2 separate regions of the Mus musculus genome follow, and region 1 is linked to region 2. Evidence: chromatin contacts called from public HiChIP or PLAC-seq data. All regions are on one chromosome and are shown on one strand. Each heading gives the region's core, a stretch centred on a gene start, on an enhancer-like site or on the middle of the called end of the contact. The rest is flanking DNA. Distances are from core to core; before and after follow the strand shown.

Region 1 (3,355 bases), core at 45-2,544, 400 kb after region 2:
GAACTTCTTTGGATCCAATGCCCATCAGGTATTTTATTGGTAGAATGGATTCTGTTTCCAGGTTGACTCATTTAAGCCCTGATAAACCAGAGCCCTGGCCTCCTCAGCAACTTGAAGATTATCAAAATCACCTTATCTGAATGGGGGAGGGGGGACCGGGTGGGGGGAGTAAGTATTCAGCTGTAGTGACTCAGCCAACTCCTCCCATTCCCCCCCCCCCAAAAAAAAAACTATATAGGAGACCGTTCTCCATGAGGAAATGAAGGTATAAAACGTTTTCCAAGATCCAGAGGAAGAGAGACAAGCTCATGAATGACAAATGCCATGGAGGGCCAGAGTGACTGTTTGTTCAAAAAGCTTTTGAATACGAGGCTCCAGTGGCCCATCCCATGGGTGGCTGTGCCCTTCAGCAGACACAGAGCCTCTGACTACTATCTGCACGGTCCTCCGTGTAGTGTTCCCCACAGCCAGATCTCCCCACATCCACGGACATCGAACGTCTGGAATACCAGCCCTGGGAATTTCCTCAGCTGTGCTGGAGCTTGGGAAGGCTCAGCATTGTTTGTGGAGCCATGGAGGCAAAGCTAGGAACTGTGTGCTGCTGACTGGATACCAGGTGGTCTCCTCAGCCACAGTGTCTTTCCCGAAACTCCACACTCACTCGTGTGGAGTCACTCAGGAAGGTCTCTGTGCGTGGAACCTCAAAGAGACAGTCCAAACACTTGAGCCGCTTTAGAAATTAATGGTCAGGAATGAGTTAGTTAAAATCTATGAGAGACTGCTCAAATACACCTCTGACTCCCAAATCCTGCAGCCTTTAAAAAAATTAGTGAATGAAAATAAAGTTCTCCGAATCTCTGAAGCCCTCCTTCCCCACGAGAGGACCTTGTGCTCTGGACACGCACCATCAGCATTTCTATTTAGGGGCAAACCTCAGACAGAGAAATGTTTACCATTGAGCCGTCCCAGCACAGTGAAGTGACTTTTCTGTCACTGAGGTCACCCTGCCATGGGCCTCTCACTTCCTCTTCAGCTGCTAGTATTCCAGCAATCCCTGCGATGCAGAACTGCCCGCCCAGCCATCTCTCACCCTTAATGACAAGGGGGACTGTGACCAGTCACATTTTCTCACAGTTCAGAGTTGGGTCTTAGAATTTGTCCCAAATCCTCCAATCCCCCTTGGTCTTCTCAGATCCTTGGTTTTGTTTTGTTTTTTTCCTCGGTGGAATGCATCTGGAGCTCAGATACAGGACTCACCCCCAGTGTTGGAGCTTGTAGGTCACAGTGACATCCAATGGATTCATTAACATAGCAATGGGAAAGAGACTAGAAGGCCGGGCTTCCGGGGAATGCCACGCTTTTGTTTTAAATCCCCACATTGAATCCTAATAAGACTGGGAGAGAGCAGGGGATACAAGGATCTGTTTTGCAAAACTATGGGGCCACAAGCATAGAGATGGAGCTGTGGGAGTGAAAAGCCTAACGCTAACAAGTTGAGCAGCAGTGGGGATAGGGGTGGGTGGGGGTGGAGATAAGGGGGTGCGAATCTAAAATAAGACTCTAGACACTAGCTTCCTAGGCTCTTGTTTCAACAGGGAAAGTGTCCCACATCTCCCTTCTTTCTTTTATGTTTGGGGAGGTAAGATCTCACTAAGTATCCATGGCTGGCCTGGATTATATTATATTATATAGACCAGACTGGCCTCACACTCAGAGAGGTTCACCTATCTGCTAGCACTCAAGAAAAAAAAAAAAAAGGAGGAGGAGGAAGAGGAAGAGGAGGAGGAGGTCTTCTGGCTGCCCCACCTGGTTCCCTCCCTCTCCTCTCCCTTCACACCCCTCCCAACATGGCCCAGCTCAACTTGGTCATGTCCACTCTGGACTCTCAGATATCCCAGTTCCTGCCCCTGGCTGTGCTCTCCCTTTTATTTATAATAAACTTCGTCCTGCACCTAGAAGCGGTCATGACCTTTCCTTTCCTTTCTTTCCTTTTCTTTTTTCTTTCTTTATTTATTTTTCCCATTCACCCCTGGGCTTTATTCTTTGAGAACACAGTGCCTTTTCCCCTTCCCTGTTTTCCAGAACCAGGCTGTGTTACCGTAACTTGGAGATCTTTCCATCGCTTTTGGCTTTGGTTTGGAGAAGCAGGTAAGTCAGTAACATGAAAATTCTATGACGCGAGCCTGAGAGGGCTTAGCTTCACATCTGTTTTTTATTTTTCCATGTGCAGAGTAGCTTTCTGCATGCCACCTGTAGGTTTTGATTCCAGCATCCTCAGACAACAACAGAGACTCCTCAGATAGGGCCAGAGTAATGGGCCTACTTAAACACATGATCAAAAGTTGTATGTACAGTTTAAGAAAATCAAATTTTAGCCAAAGAACAGTGTTAGAAGTCTTCGAGGTACAGGGATGAGAGTGCTTCTTCTTGGTTCATTTAACTTTTTGTCTAGAAATTCCAGAGAACATGTAAAATTGCTTCTTCTAGAAGTCTCAACTCTGAAATCTCTCCCTCTATGATGCACCCTGCCACCCACTGTCTACTGTTACAAAGGGGTGCCCGCTGTGAGTGCAGAATTTGGAACTTAAAGGCTCAACAAACAATTTTATTCAGGGCATGGGAGGGGAGTTGAGGGAGCAGAGACAGAGAGGAGAGAGAGAGGAGAAGAGGAGTAGAGGTCGGCCATGAGCACATGGAGAGAGGGGTGGAGAGGAATGGGGGGGAGAAGGGACAGAGGAGGAAGATGGTAAGAGAGCAAGAGAAGCAGAGACTGAGGATAGGCAAGCAGCCCCTTTTATGAACTCACTATAACTGAGTAACTGCGGGGCGGTGCCTAGAAGAAATGCTAACAATGATAGTTATAGAAAAATGCTAAGAGTGCTTCCTCCTTAACGCCTGCCCCTACTTTTTTTGATCAAAGAGAAAACCAGATCCTAAGAGAAGAGGCGAGCAGAAATCACTGTCACCAATGCTCCCTCAGGAGACTCTAAGATCTGTGCTGCCTCTTGGGTTGTTGTTTGTTTGTTTGTTTGTTTGTTTGTTTGAGACAGGGTTTCTTTGTGTAGCCCTGGCTGTCCTGGAACTCTCTCTGTAGACCAGGCTGACCTCCAACTCAGAGATCTGCCTCCTGAGTGCTGAGATTAAAGGTACCACAACCACCTGGCTAAGACATACGTTTTTTTTTTAACTACAATCGGGCTCTTGTTGGGACAGGGGAAACAGGAGTAAGTATGGTTATTTGGTGATGTTTGAGAAGGGTCAACTTGGGGATACTTCCTGGAAGTACAATAAGTGTGGCAGGAAAGGGAGTTGGTGGGGGGTAGATGCAGAATCTGCTTCTATGCCCCAAGTGTGC
Region 2 (3,321 bases), core at 762-3,261:
CCCTGACTCCAAAAATAAATAAATAAAAATAAATGGATGGATGGATGGATAGATAGATAGATAGATAGATAGATAGATAGATAGCTTATACAGTCTTAAGCCAGACAGCCTACACCCGAAACCCCAGCACTGGGAAAGTAAGGCAGAGTCAGGAGGTGCATCCTAGTTCAAGGCCAGCCTGGTCTATATAACAAGATCCTGTCTCAAGCAACCAACCAAAAAAGTACAACCTAGCTTGAAATAAACAATATTTGCACTCAGAATAATGCTGGACTTCTTCACTAGCTGCCGCTCTCAAAAGCACTGGAGAGGCACCTCTGTCCAGAGCCATCATGCCCTGACCACATGACTTCAAAGGCCAGTCCTGAAGTCGGCTTGTGTTTTAATCCTGGCTCTACTACAAACCCACTCATCTTAGTCCTTAGACAGGCTCATTCTTTCCCTAGGACTCTAGATCATGCACGCTTCTGTGCAATAAAGATAAAGTGAGCCTTTGATATGTTGAAAGAGCAGGTCTATAAGCAAAGGAGCAAAAGCAAAAAAAGCAAAGCGGGGCTAGAGAAATGGAGCACCATAAAAGCATCCCACTGCTCTCGCAGCAGATGAGTTCAGTGACTCACAAACGGCTGGAAGTCTAGCTCCAGGAGACAGAGTTAATAAAATAATGAAAATCAACCTTAACAAAAGAACAAACTGTTTGAGATATTTAGCACTATCAGTACTTGAATTCTAGATGCTGATAACAATAAGAATATTCTAGCAGTTCTTGTTACACATGTCTTTCCTTGCTCTTCAGCATTTGGCATAATAGGACACATGTAGATATTTGTTTGTTTTTGTTTTTGAAACAGGATCCCTATATCCTGGGCTGGCCTGAAACTCTCTATGACCTTGAACTTCTCATCCTCCTACCTTGATCCCCCAACCATTCCCACCTACTCCCCCGACCCCACCCCACCACACCCCACCCCATCCCCGTTCAGGGACTGCATAGATGACTACCATGCAGTGCTAGATATCAGACCAGGACCTGAGACCAGCTGGGCGAGCACTCTACCAACTGAGCTAAATCCTCAGTCCCTGGACAGGTTTGATGAAGACGGGCCGGGGTGGAAAGAGAGGGCCACAGTAGTCATGGGGTTACTGCAAGTGGCAAGGGACATCAATACAAAAGAAATCTGACAGCAGACTTGAAGGAGGCTGGCAAGCCAACCACCGCTACTGGAACATGACTGCCCAAAACGAAGCCAGAGCGTCATGAAGACCAAAGGAGTGGGGCGGAGGTGGGGCGGAGGGAGACAGCATATCTGATTTCAATCTGAGTGGACGGCTGCAGAAATGAGAAAAATCTTTGTTCCTATCTGGGAGAGGGGCTAATTGGAGAAAGAAATAAGAAGAGAGTGTGGGCTGAGGGTATGGTTCACAGGTACGGCATTTGCACACCGTGGAGGAGGCCCTGGGTTTGATACCTAACACCACCAAAAAGGGTGGTCGGAGTGGGGGTGGGCAGGAGGACGATGACACACGACACAGGACAGAGAAGCATGTAACTGTGTGTTCCCGTTTCCTATTTATAAAAGACAAAAGGAAGAAACAAGAGAATGAGAGGGTGGATGGAGTGGATATAGTTTCCGAGATGGCTCAGAGTGTAAGAGAGCTTGCTACCCAAGCATGAGACCCGAGTTCAAATTCCTAGTACCCACATAAAAGACCAAGGGTGACCATGCAAATTTCTGTAACCATAGCACTTGGGAGGCAGAGGCTGGAGGATTGCTGGAACTTGTTGACTGTCAGTCTCCCTGCAGGTTCAGCAAGAGAAGGTGTACATTGGTTCTTGTAGGTGCCCCTATCCCTACTCCATAGTCACCATACACCACACTCACAAACATAGAAAAAGTGATTGGATGGATGGATGGATGCAGACTCCGGATGGATGCAGACTCCAAAATGACTAGGACAAGAACAGAGGAATTTTCCCCTAATTGGTTAAAGACAAGAAGAAGCCAATCACTGGGCGAGAAGGAGGCGGACCTTCCTGGTCAAAGAGAGGAAAGGGGAAAGCAGGAGTAGGGGACTTCCTTTTGGACGGTGGAAGCCAGGTAACCAAGATGTCGCCCGGGGGCTGTTAGTTCAGGTGGCGGAGTCCACTAGAATCCACCACTGGAAGATTTCTAACATAGAGTAGTTGGTAAATGCTAGGATGCTAGATTCTGTGCCCAGTGATTGTGTTATTCGTTTGGTTCTAAACTAAGATTGTCTGGTGTTTTCCATCTCGTGGCAATTCAACTGAGCTCCAGGGAAAGGTAACCACGGCAGAGTGTGGGTTTGGAAGAGTGCGGCGCCCCAGCTAGCCATGAAAATTTAGGAGTGCTGAGCAGGTTTGGCAGCAGCCAGCTGCGGGGAGAGAGCTATCTTGGAGATCTGGAGAGGCCTTGGCAAAGAACAACATTCGGGCTCAGTACCGGGCTGGGACAAGACTGAGACCACGAGCGGTGCCTAGCTGGCGATAGCGTGTGCTGTATTTTATTTACTACGCACTTCAGAGAAGGATTTTTAATTTCAGATTATTTGCATATACTAATGGGAAATCTTTTTACTGCTGTTATTTTTGTTGGGTTGTTTGATTTTTTTTTTTTTAAAAGGCAGGGTCTTAGGTAGTCTAGGCTGGTCTCAAACTCTATATAGTAGACGCTGTTCTTCTTGCCTCTCCTCTCTCTAGTGCTGGGATTACAGGTGTGCGCCACCATACCCGGCAAAGCTATTCTTCTTGCCTCCCCTCTCTCTAGTGCTGGGACACTAAAGAGACCGCCACACCTGCCCCTTAAAGTATCCAAAACTAAAGTCCCACTGTTTCATGCATACTCTGAAGGTTCGACTGAAAAATGTTCCCATAGCCTGGGGCATTTGGACACTTGGTCCCTAGCTGGTCGCTGTCTGGGGAGGTTTAGGTGGTATAGCCTTGTGTGTCCCTGGAGGCGGACTTAGAAATTAAAAAATTAAAAACTTCCCATCAGCTCCATTTCCCTCTCTGCTTCCGGCTTGTGTTTGAAGAGGTGAGCGCTCAGCTTCGGGCACCTGTAGCCATGTCTGCTGCTTGCCTCCTTGCCACGACAGGCTCATTCCTCTGGAACCGTCAGCCCAAATAAATTTCTTGTAGAAGTTGCCTTAGTCATAGTGCTTTATCCCAGCAAGAAAAAAGTAATCTACACACCTTTCTGTAAGCAGCCCGAAGGTGACTTTAATGCCTTTTTTCACTGTGCTTGTGTCTTGATCTCAGCCCATTACATTAGGTATAGAATTTGCTACCCCTATTATCAAATC

The links. HiChIP or PLAC-seq counts read pairs in DNA pulled down with a chosen protein or histone mark.
Region 1: a contact with region 2 is called in an H3K27ac HiChIP or PLAC-seq map of embryonic stem cells, with 2.7 times the contacts expected there. The contact joins two enhancer-like sites. A contact is called at or near these places in 2 of 115 datasets of contacts at active chromatin or transcription factors (both in embryonic stem cells) and 1 of 9 other capture datasets (adipose tissue).

What each region holds. Positions count from the first base shown.
Region 1 is chr2:71,744,012-71,747,366 of GRCm38.p6, forward strand. All of the region lies in intron 3 of Gm17250 (a long non-coding RNA gene), which reads right to left. Among named protein-coding and RNA genes, the nearest start is that of Gm17250, 4.8 kb to the right of the region's middle. Within about 2 kb of position 1,295, at least 74 of the 459 cell types and tissues checked have an H3K27ac peak or open chromatin away from gene starts, as enhancers often do. A contact at or near this core is called in embryonic stem cells, where this site is marked.
Region 2 is chr2:71,345,885-71,349,205 of GRCm38.p6, forward strand. All of the region lies in intron 2 of Slc25a12 (solute carrier family 25 (mitochondrial carrier, Aralar), member 12), which reads right to left. Among named protein-coding and RNA genes, the nearest start is that of Slc25a12, 20 kb to the right of the region's middle. Within about 2 kb of position 2,012, at least 11 of the 459 cell types and tissues checked have an H3K27ac peak or open chromatin away from gene starts, as enhancers often do. A contact at or near this core is called in embryonic stem cells, where this site is marked.